2 separate regions of the Mus musculus genome follow, and region 1 is linked to region 2. The links are chromatin contacts, called in public HiCAR-type maps. All regions are on one chromosome and are shown on one strand. The core of a region is the stretch at or near the end of the contact, and the rest is flanking DNA. Distances in the headings are between cores, read along the strand shown. Region 1 holds the start of Osgep (O-sialoglycoprotein endopeptidase). Region 2 holds the start of Armh4 (armadillo-like helical domain containing 4).

What was found. HiCAR-type assays count read pairs that join an accessible place to other places.
Region 1: a contact with region 2 is called in a HiCAR-type map of astrocytes, with 3 times the contacts expected there. The contact joins the promoter of Osgep here to the promoter of Armh4 in region 2. A contact is called at or near these places in 4 of 39 promoter capture datasets (cranial neural crest, hippocampal neurons, maxillary cranial neural crest and 1 more) and 2 of 115 datasets of contacts at active chromatin or transcription factors (astrocytes and epiblast stem cells).

Annotation. Positions count from the first base shown.
Region 1 is chr14:50,921,359-50,927,263 of GRCm38.p6, reverse strand. It overlaps Osgep (O-sialoglycoprotein endopeptidase), which reads left to right and starts at 2,371. Exons shown (of 11, transcript NM_133676.2): 1 at 2,371-2,600. The coding sequence starts at 2,486. Apex1 (apurinic/apyrimidinic endonuclease 1) reads right to left here and starts at 2,315. Exons shown (of 5, transcript NM_009687.2): 1 at 2,235-2,315; 2 at 1,940-2,051; 3 at 1,560-1,747; 4 at 911-1,103; 5 at 76-808. The coding sequence starts at 1,994. The coding sequence ends at 291. Pip4p1 (phosphatidylinositol-4,5-bisphosphate 4-phosphatase 1) reads left to right here. Exons shown (of 7, transcript NM_001033271.5): 7 at 1-49. RefSeq lists a promoter at 2,123-2,595.
Region 2 is chr14:49,781,158-49,786,936 of GRCm38.p6, reverse strand. It overlaps Armh4 (armadillo-like helical domain containing 4), which reads left to right and starts at 3,554. Exons shown (of 8, transcript NM_026142.5): 1 at 3,554-3,669. The coding sequence starts at 3,661.

The DNA.
Region 1 (5,905 bases), core at 1,122-3,621, 1.1 Mb before region 2:
AGGTTAGGGACTCATCTGTGCTTGTAAATAAATAATGTCATGACTCTAACCTTTCCCACTTAACAACTTTTGTGTATGAAAAAGGGAATATGTAGTTTTCACAAAGGGACAAAGAAAGCCAAGCTGAAAGTAGGGCCTTTTATTTCTCTTGGATTGTCTAAAGGAAACCAGAAGTTTGGTTTAATGTTTAAAATGAGGGAGCACATACAAAACCAAACACCTGAAGGCTAAAACACCAGACTTCTGCAGAGAGAGCCATCTCCCAGGCAGGAAGCTACTGCAGGAGGGTATCACAGTGCTAGGTAAAGGGTGATGGGACAGTGGTCACTGCCAAGAGCCTTGGACCGGATCTTGCTGTCACACAATGCAGGTAAAAGAGAGTGGGAAAGCAAAAAGTAATCAAGGCGCCAACCAACATTCTTAGAGCGGGCATTCATCATGTAAGTCCAGAAAGTGTAAGCGTAAGCAGTGTTGGGGTAGAGATGCCGGAAGCTGTCAGCCAATGGTACAGCTTGTAGCAGTTCCCCAAAACCTTGGCGCTCCTGGGGAGTAAAGCCAGCATTCTTTTTGTTTCCTTTGGGGTTACGGAGGTCAATTTCTTCATGAGCCACATTGAGATCCCCACATAGCACAAGAGGCTTTCTGGAAGCCAAGTCCTTTAGAAACTTTCGGAAGGCTTCATCCCAACGCTGTCGGTATTCCAGTCTTACCAGACCCCTGCCTGCATTGGGAACATAGGCTGTTACCAGGACAAAGGACTCAAATTCAGCCACAATCACCCGGCCTTCTTGATCATGTTCTTCCTCGCCTATAAAAATAAAAACCAGTGTAAAAATTTTAAGAAAGGTCTAAGAAAAAGTAGTAGAGTTAACTGAAGAACATTCAGACATGAATGTCATTAAGGTCTCACCAATGCCATAAGAGACTTTTAGCGGGCACTGGCGGGAAAGTAGGCCCACACCACTGTATCCTTCTTTGTCTGACGGAGCTGACCAGTACTGATGGGTGAGTCCAGGCAGCTCTTGCAGTTCAGCCGGGAGTTTGTTCTCCGAGCACTTGGTCTCTTGGAGGCACAAGATATCTGGTGCTTCTTCCTTTACCCACTGAATGGAAATGTGGAAAATTAAAATTTTATGTGCTACATGCTATACACAGAAGGCATTCGAGCAGCAGAATATAAACAAATCTTGTATGTGAGTGAGTGTCCGTTAGTCACCTGACTGGGGTGCTGGAAACCTAACTGGAACCTTCGGAAGCACAATGTGCTGTCAACTGCAGAACGCTCGCTCCCATTTGGATCTTAAGTAGTTACTGGGATTGAGGATATGCTAAGTAACCCAAAAGCGGGGGGGGGGGGGGCAAACAGTCTAGACTAGTTTTTTTAAAAAATGAAATGAGGGAGTTGTTGGGGTTTATATAGGCTTTTAGGAGCCCTCCACCAACCCCCCGGGGGGGCATCTACAGACGCGAAAAATAACGTTTCAAAGGAAACAAGATGATTGGTCCTTAAGACGAGTCAACCAAGAAAGGTCTACTTCCCGATTCTGAACTGTACTCACATCCAAACCTTTCTTTTTAATCCAGGCTCGAAGCCCATCCACATTCCAGGAGCATATCTTGAGTGTGGCAGATTTGCCACTGGGTGAGGTTTTCTGATCTGGAGGGTCCTCGTACAGGACAGGGCCCTCTCCCGCGGCCTCCTTCTCGGTTTTCTTTGCTGCCCCCTTACTCTTCTTGGTCTCTGGCTCTATAAAATGGGTAAAGTAGTAAGAGCTGGCAGTTCCAACCTCAGGCCAGAGTTAACTCTAACCTCATTAGGCGTTCTAATTACACAAACTTCTCGGAACCCAGCAACGTAACTTGGTCCATATTTACCGTAATTCATGGCGGTCTAGTAAAGCCCTGAACTTGCCTGGGGGGTGGGGTTGGGCACGCTTACCCGACTTGGGTTCTTCCCCGTCGTCGGCCGCCGCTTTCTTTCCCCGCTTTGGCATCGCTGTGACGAAAGCCCTTAGGCTCCTGGAGCACCGAAGCAGTGTTTACTGCGCTGCCTGCAGATAAGAAACGATGAAATCAAAACACAAGGAGAGGCAGCGAGGCGCCTCCCGTAGGCGTTTGCACACCCGGGGCTGCGGTTCTTCCGGCCTGGCCCGCCACGAGCAATGCAGCCCCTCGCCCGCGTTAGGCCCTTCAGCGAGCAGGGTCGCGAAACGCGCTAGAACAAGGTACCTGACCTCCCAACGAAGCCAGAGACCCTCACGGCACAAAGAATGGAGTCTGCCTGTTCCCACGTGGGCGATTGGTGTGGTCACGTGATTCGAGGGCTCCGCCCCCACGTGGTTCTGGAGCGCGATGATTGGTCCTCCTGGCACCTCGTGACATAACTTCTGGCGCCCGAAAGTCCCTTCGCTTGGTTCTGGGTTGTTCGTGGTAGTGCCGGTTACAGCTCGTCACTCGGCCTCACGACCGGGAGCCGTGAGGCACCATGCCCGCGGTGCTGGGGTTCGAAGGCAGCGCCAACAAGATCGGCGTGGGCGTGGTCCGCGACGGCACGGTGCTGGCGAACCCGCGGCGCACTTACGTCACGGCCCCGGGCACCGGTGAGTGGCTGCGGCCGCGCTTCCCGGCTCCTTGTCCAGTTTTGTTCTGTCCGATATTCCACACTGTTGCCTATGTCAGATTTTACAGGCTTCCCCACTCCAGACTCCCCTGATTGTGCGTTTGGTTGGTAACTTTTGACTAGAAGAGTCAGACACCTGGGGCTAGGTCACGTGGGTTCGTTCAGGTTTTGTTTTTGGGTTTTTTCATGCATTTTTTTGAGACAGGGTCTCTCCTTGTAACCTTTACTGACCTGGAACTTGCTGTGTAGACTCTTGACTGCTGGAATTAAAGGCATGAGCCACTACCCCCGGTTGTATTCTGATTTTATCGAGCAACTTTAATGAGCTAAGCATCCGAAAATATGTGTTCCGAGGCAGCGCTGTAGATGCACATAGAGATTGGTTTACACTGCACCGTGATAAATATAAAAGTAATCTACAACGAGGAGGGAAAGCTGGAGGAGTTCCTGTATTTTCGATCTGTTTTAGGTGTCTGTTTTTCGGTACTTTTAGAATGGAAATGGGTATCAGTGGGTTTGGACAGTTATGTGAAAAGCACCAGGCACTGCACGACTCTCAATATAGTTACAAGTTGTATTTTGCCTACCCTCTCCCAAAACTTGCACACACATATAACCTGCATGTACCTCTGAAGGCTCCCTAAGCAGGTGAAATGTTTCAGGTTACATAGTAGAAATATATGTGTGTTTAGGACTCACTCTTGTAGGCTCTAAAGCACAGAGGCTGAGATACGTGTGGTTAAAGGGAAGCTACTGACAGTTGTAGTGCTGTAGTTATCATATGTTAAGTCCAACGATATGACCTTTCATAGGGTTCTATGGAATTACAGGAAAAGTTAACAAAGAGTAGGAAGTTTGTAAAACTCAGATTGCTCCTGAACATTGTGTGTGGACCAGCACCATCTCTGAAACCCCAGTAGCCTATGTAGAGGTTGGAAAGCTAACAGAGTGTGTGGTGCAGTCTGTAATGGTGACACCTGGGAGACTGCGACAGGATCTGAGTTTAAGGCTGTCCTATGTTGTGACCTTGTCTCAAAAGTAGAGATTTGAAAAGAGAATATCTTGGGCTGGAGAAATGGCTCAGTGGTTAAGAGCACTGATTGCTCTTCCAGAGGTCCTGAGTTCAATTCCCAGCATTCACATGGTGGCTCACAACCATCTATAATAGGATCCAATGCCCTCTTCTGGTGTGTCTGAAGACAGCTACAGTGTACATACATAAAATAAATAAATCTTTAGAAAAAAAAGAAAAGAGGATGTCTTAAAACCTAGGCAAGTAGAGTATGTTTTTCTACATCGTTAAAACGTGTCTTTGTTGGTTTTTTACTTCTTTTTTTTTAATATTATTTTTATTACGTATTTTCCTCAATTACATTTCCAATGCTATCCCAAAAGTCCCCCATACCCCCGCCCCCCACTCTCCTACCCACCATTCCCACTTTTTGGCCCTGGCGTTCCCCTGTACTGGGGCATATAAAGATTGCATGTCCAATGGGCCTCTCTTTCTAGTGATGGCCGACTAGGCCATCATTTGATACATATGCAGCTAGAGTCAAGAGCTCCGGGATACTGGTTAGTTCATAATGTTGTTGCACCTACAGGGTTGCAGATCTCTTTGGCTCCTTGGATACTTTTTCTAGCTCCTCCATTAGGGGCCCTGTGATCCATCCCAGAGCTGACTGTGAGCATCCACTTATGTGTTTGCTAGGCCCCGGCCTAGTCTCACAAGAGACAGCTATATCAGGGTCCTTTCAGCAAACGCTTGCTAGTGTATGAAATGGTGTCATCGTTTGGGATGACTGTCTATGGGATAGATCCCTGGATATGGCAGTCTCTAGATGGTCCATCCTTTTGTCTCAGCTCCAAACTTTGTCTCTGTAACTCCTTCCATGGGTGATTGCTTCCAATTCTAAAAAGGGGCAAAGTGTCCACACTTTGGTCTTCATTCTTCTTCAGTTTCATGTGTTTTGCAAATTGTATCTTATATATCGGGTATACTAAGTTTCTAAGCTAATATCCACTTATCAGTGAGTACATATCATTTGAGTTCTTTTGTGATTGTGTTACCTCACTCAGGATGATGCCCTCCAGGTCCAACCATTTGCCTAGGAATTTCATAAATTCATTCTTTTTAATAGCTGAGTAGTACTCCCTGTGTAAATGTACCACATTTTTTGTATCCATTCCTCTGTTGAGGGGCATCTGGGTTCTTTCCATCTTCTGGCCATTACAAATAAGGCTGCTATGAACATAGTGGAGCATGTGTCCTTCTTACCGGTTGGGACATCTTCTGGATATATGCCCAGGAGAGGTATTGCGGGATCCTCCAGTAGTACTATACTATACTATGTCCAATTTTCTGAGGAACCGCCAGACTGATTTCCAGAGTGGTTGTACAAGCTTGCAATCCCACCAACAATGGAGGAGTGTTCCTCTTTCTCCACATCCTCGCCAGCATCTGCTGTCACCTGAATTTTTGATCTTAGCCATTCTGACTGGTGTGAGATGGAATCTCAGGGTTGTTTTGATTTGTATTTCCCTGATGACTAAGAACTTTGATCTTTTCTTTTAAGTGCTTCTCAGCCATTCGAGATTCTTCTGTTGTGAATTCTCTGTTTAGCTCTGTACCCCATTTTTTAATTGGGTTATTTGGTTTCTTAGTGGTTAGCTTGAGTTCTTTATATATTTCGGATATCAGTGGGATTAGTGACAATTTTTTCCCCATTGTGTAGGTTGCCAGTTTGTCCTATTGACTGTGTCTTTTGCCTGAACAGAATCTTTCCAGTTTCATGAGGTCCCATTTATCAATTGTTGATCTTAGAGCCTGAGCCATTGGTGTTCTGTTCAGGAAGTTGTCCCCTGTGCCAATGAGATTGGGGCTCTTTCCCTTCAGTGTCATTATATCTCATCTTAATGTGCATTTACCACATTTAGGTTTTGAAGAGCTTTTATTTTTTTATTTATTTTTGGCTAATGACATTTCTTGCTGTTTATTTGTCTTATACTATGGAAAAGATGTTAGACAAAAAGTAAGACTAAAGCCAGGTGTGGGAGCATAAACCTGGAATTCCAGTACTCCAGGAGGCAGAAGCAGGCAGATCTCTGAGTGTGGGGCGACCCTAGTCTGTATAGCAAATTCCAGGCCAGCCAGGGCTACATCATAAGACCTTGTCTCAAGATAAACAATAAAAAATGGAATCAAGTCATTTACTCTGAGTTTAGAGAGGGAGGGAAAGCAGTGGGGGTAGCTTGGAACACCAGCAATACCTAATATTTGGTCCCTGG
Region 2 (5,779 bases), core at 2,305-4,804:
TACCCAGGCACTATTTGATACCTATGCCTGCCAGCATGTCAGCTTGCCCGATGGCAAGTGGCATGAGTAGTACTCAGTAATACTCTAGTATCTTAAATAATCAAAGCAAGGGCATAGTTCAAGCAGTATAAATCCTTGTGACTCATTTTCAAGTGCTAAAATATACAAGCTAGATTTGCAATAAACCATGATTGGCCTTTGACTACTGAAAAATACCCACAGGATGCTTGTAATTAATTGTGAGAATAAACAGGATCCGGTGGCAGTGGGGTCACACTGGCCACAGAGCCAAGAGTTGACCAGTGAGAGTCAGCACAGATAGTTCTTCTGTAACTTCTATAATAGTAAGAATGCTAAAAGGCAGTGACATCAATGCATCATTGTTTCTTCTGTGTTGCATACAGAGCTGAGAAGTAAATGGTGACAGTGAGTTTAGCTAGCTGTCACTGTGTATGTCTTAGGCACATCCTAACTTCCAGGTTACATGGAGCATCTCTTAGCTGACTACATGTTCAATATCATTTAATTCTAAGTATTTCCTCTTTGTTCGTACCTAAAGGTTGGTGCATTGCCTTAGTCTCCAAGACCAAACTCACAATGGAGGCAGTCAATTTTATGCTTTCTTCAATAAGAGTCATAAGGAACAAAGGCTCTGGGTACCCTTTGATTTCTGCTCTTTTTATGTGGCCAGTTTGAACTCCTTTTCAAATTCTTTTTTCAACAGGAGGAAGAGCTTCAAAAAGAGATTCTGGGACCATGGTTCCAACAAATGAGAGTCATATTAAATAGTGAATATGTTTTTATGTATTTCTACACCTTTAAAATAGCTTTTAATTAATTAATTTTTATTTGTACAACTGTTTTGCTTGCGCATGCTACTTACTTGCATTGCCCAACAAGGCCAGTAGAGGGCAGTGGATCCTGACATACTGGAATTACAGATGGTTGTGTGCTGACTTTCCTGGTTATTGGAAATCAAGCACATGTCCATTGGAAGAGCAAGCAGGGTTTTTAACTGCTGAGTCATCTCTCCAGCCCTTTTCTGTTCATTTTAATGGTAGTTTCACTCTATATACCAAGCTTTTACTGTCAAAACTCCTTCTGTGAGTGATATTTGAATAGCCGTTGCTTATTTGCTTTTGTAGCTGGGTATTCTAATTACTTCTGTCTCAAAAAGATTTTAACCAGTTAAAACCAAGCAATAGCCAAATACTGACAAATCTAATAAATAAATTGCAGGGTTCTCAGCTAAATTTGCTCTTCTCACAAACTCAATGTAACATCAGTATAAGTATGGCCTAGATGTTGAATAGGATATACTATTTTTCTTTATAGTGATTTCAAAAATATTTTTATTTTCTATGCATGGGTGTCTCATCGGGATTATGTATATCTGTGCAAAACTTGCCTGCCTGGTGCCCACATAGGCCACAAAAAGGTGTTAGATTTGATGCTATTTGACTTACAGATATGTGTGTAGTGTTTGTGGTTGCTTGGGATTCAGTCCTGGTTCTTTGGTAAAGCAGCGTGTAATCTAGGCTCTGTACAGTCCCTCCAGACCTTATATTAACTTTTAAAACTAGGTATTTCCCATTGCAAAGCTAATCTATAGTAAAGTTAAAAGTTAGATATAGTTTATCTGAAATTAAAACTTAACTGAGAATTCTTTAAATAGAGAATTTCTAAACCTACAAGTCCTCAAACTCCGTTTCTAAATTTGATGCCTTGTTTGGAAACAGCTGTGGGCGTGTGTACACATATGAATTTATGCAAATTTACACACACACACAACATACAATCTGTTGCCTTACCCACTAAAGGGAGTAACATTCATAATGTGTAGTTTTATTGTTTTAATGTGCAGAGAACACTTTTTCTGGTCTACAGATCCTGTGTGTGATGAGGTGGGGTAGAATAGATTTTTATCCCTGCTGTGTACTAACAGCAGCTTTTGCGATAAACCTTACCAAGTAGAGCTGTTTAAAGTAGTGTTGACCGTTTGGGGCAGGATAAAGAATTATTATAAATGAGCTTCGAGAAGATTGTTTTAGCTTTACTGCACAGCTGACATCATTTTCTGCCACTGCAGAGAAAGCCGTTCCCATGGGAAAGAGCTACCTCAGAGAATGACAGCATTAAGCGGGTCTAAGTGGCACTCTGCATTTCTGACTTTGGAGTGTCATGGCAAGAGACATAAACAGAGATAAGAGGATGTCAAAGAAGTTTTGATTAGATAAAGTTTGTGGATGGGTCAGGTTGTGGATGTGAGAGGAATGAGAATAGCATCCTCTTGCCATCTCTTATACATAGCTTGGAACTCTGGACTCAATATTTAGCATTAGGGTTGTTTTCCTTAGTTCTCTTAATTACCAGAATTTGGGCTTAGTTGATCCATTTTTTTGTGTGTGTGCTGGCTCGGACCTTACCATACGTATTATAGAACATTTTATAATGAAAAGACATGACCTGATTTTCAAACCATTGACTTTAAAAGAAACTTCTGAAATATCACTTAGTTGGGTGTGGTTAATCTGGCAGGAGACCTGGTCACCATACAATGGATTATGTATTGAGCTGAACACATGTATAGAGTATAGATTTCATCCATCAATTAAATTTAATCATATTCCATTCAAAAATCACTTGCTGGCTTCCATTCAAATATACCAAACTGTTGTAAAGGGGAGTTGGAAGAGTAAGATGATGGTGCATACGTCAAAGATAAGCGTGCGTTTGTGCATGCTCTCTCTCTCTGTGTCTCTGTCTCTGTCTCTCTGTCTCTCTCTCTCCTTAAAAGGTCATCATGAAGAAAGGCTATCCTATGAACCAGAACCGAGGGGGGAGTGCTGTGTGACCTGTTCTAAACCTCACTTCTTTCCCTTCACAATTAGGAGAATGAAAGGGAAACTGAGTCCCTGACAGGCTCAAAGATAACAGGCAAGGGCAACCCTGCCTTAGGTCATTGCACCAACTGTAGTCCTGAACCTTCAACATTCAAGGGATCATTCTAATTTTCAGAGCTTTTGTGCAGCTCTTATGCAGTAATTTATATGGCACCTTGCTTTGTGTCAGAAGGAGCAAAGAATCCCGGACTCCTATTAACTCTTATTTTCTACTTGATAGTTAGCACATGTGATTGAATGACAGGAACAGTTCTTGCAGAGTTCCTCTGATTAGTAGCTCCACCAAGATGCCCACTCTTCCCACAGGGACCACTCTGCATCTGAGGACTGAGTGCCGCTTGTTTACAAGACACCAGAGAAATTCCTGCTCTGGTTGGACCAGTGATCTGGTGTCCTCTCTGAAAGTGTAGCGAGAGCTGCAGCAGAAGCCAAGGATGTGAAGAGGGACAGTTGGGGGCAGGGTCTCTTGAAGGGCCCCGGGCTCGGGTGTCCTACTCTAATCCAGCCCTGTGCGTTAGCGGAGTCCACAAAACTGTAGGGGCGTGGTGACTGAGCTCGTCATTGCAAGAGAGGCGGGCGTACCTATCTGCTGGCCAATCCCTAGCCTTAGCTGCAGTCTTATGAATAAACAACAAAGCCAAGCGCCCTCCCTCTAGCATCCCAGACAGCCAAGGGAGTGTAGGCGGCCTCTACGTGAGTCGTGGCAGGGATGGCTGGCACTGGCGCTGCCACTTTCCTTCGCGCTCAGCTGTGCTGAATGCTCCAGGTGAGGACAAGCCCGGCTTCTGCAGACCTGGCGAGAGGCAGGGGTGGGGCGGGATTCCAAGGCTGCGCGGGCTTGCTCTGTGAGTGGGGCAGCCCTAGGGTGGAGCTCCCTGCACCCTCCCGGAACACAGTACCCAGGCTCTGACTGAGCAGGGACAGCTCCGTGAGCCCTGGAGGAATCTTGCAGGCCGGGGAAAGGCTTTCAGCACTACTTGGTCCAACCCAGCCTTGCTGCTCAGCACCTGGGAGCAACCTTTGTACAGGAAGAGCTTCCTGGCTGACTGCTTTTGTGTGGACTTGCTCCTTTTGCTCCCCTCCCCTTACAGTTCAACCTTGTGGAAGATAAGTTCCTCAAGACCGTGGTTCATTTTCAAAGCTTGGGTCCCAGTGTTCCTGTACCACTAAGAGCTAGCAATGGAGGAGCGAATGCGCACTGCTGTGGCCTCCCCAAAGGGTCCTGCTACTTTACAGAAAACAAAAACAAAAATAGTTGAATGTTTGATGCAGGAATGTCAGGGAGCCTTCTTGCTCTCCTGGGTACCCCAGGACAAATGAAGGACACTCCCTGGGAACTTAACCTAATTAGAAAAAAAAAAAAACGAACTAGGGGTCAAGCTGGGAGAAAACTCTGCAGCGCTTGGCACTCAAGCAAGGCACAGAGCACAGTTTTGAGGCACTGAGACCTAGCATGTGTGTCCTGGTCACTGACAGAGGCCGGCCAATATAGATTCTAATCTTGTGGAAACTAGAACCCTGGCTAAACTAGGGAGCAGCCAAAGAATTCAGGGCTCTCCAAGATGAGACATTCTTTCCTCTCCTTAGAACGAAAACTTGGGTACCAAATTAAAGTGCAGCTCTCTTGTGGAATATAGCAAAGAAGGCTTCTTCAAGTGTCTGCAATGTTTTTTTCTTTGCAAGTTTTCCTTTGAAACCTAAGAGGATTTCAGAGAAGATTAGAAAACCACCCACAGAGTTCTGAAAGAGCTCTTCACTGAGGACCAATACGTGGTCAGAAATTGCATGCCTCCCCCTTCTTTTTGTGTTTTTATTGATGTGAAGTCTATTAAGCCCCTGTGTGTCTCCTTCAGCTAAGCATCTTCTGAGCAGGCAGCTGAAGTCAGCAAATCCTTAGCATCATTCACTAAGAGTCGGAGTCCAGAGGGAGGCTTTGCAGGGTCAGAATGCTGCTCCTATTGTTCAGGGTTATAAAGCCAGCCTGGTTTGCTCTTATGGATACAGTAGCATTTGTGACATCGGCTGGACTAATGAACTACACACTTATGCAGCTGCCTTAATATTGATTGCAAAACTCCCCAAGGCTCACCAAGTCTAAGGTAGCTACAGCAACAGAGCCAATTAGGGCAATGTAGATTTGCCTTTGTCTTCTTGGGAGGCTCCTGACTGCACATAGTGGATCTTGGTTGCTGGACCTTCAGCCTATGGTCATTTGTCACTATAGAAGTATTTTATGCTCAATGCACGTTCATAGTAGAAATGAGGAAAATGAACTCATCTCCTAAGAGAAAGTTTCCCCTGTGAATATCAGGTGTGCTGCTTCATCCTATTCAGTAGTTTTAAAGTTAACTTTCAAGTTGTATGAAGATTTCCTTTCTTAGCATTTCTCCCTCTCCCCTTCCCCCACCTCTCTTTGTTTCTCTTTTTCTCCTTGAGATATGGTCTAACTATGTAGCCCCAGCCAGCCCAGGCTTAGACGTATAGATGAGGCTGTCCTGGAGCTAAGAGATGTATGCCTGCCTCTTCCCCTATGCTGTGAGTTAACGTATGGACGAGCCCCCACGCATGATGCATTGCTGTTGTTCACTGAATTTCCCTTCAAAGGTAGCCTGAATTTATTTTCTATGATGAAAACTCATTTTTTAATTAAGATATGTATGGTCAGTGTTATTTTTTCACATTGTATTTAATTATTAGTGGTGAGAAAAATCTCTGAAAGTTCGTTGGGCTTCGTCATAAAGGCCAACTAGTGCTTAGAGATCTTGCCAGGCCAGTGAGGTTCAGATCCACAAAGGACAGAAATAAAGTTATAAATTGGGCCATTGAAAAGAACTGCCTGCTATGGAAACAACTGCTTCCTGTAGAAAACTGATCAG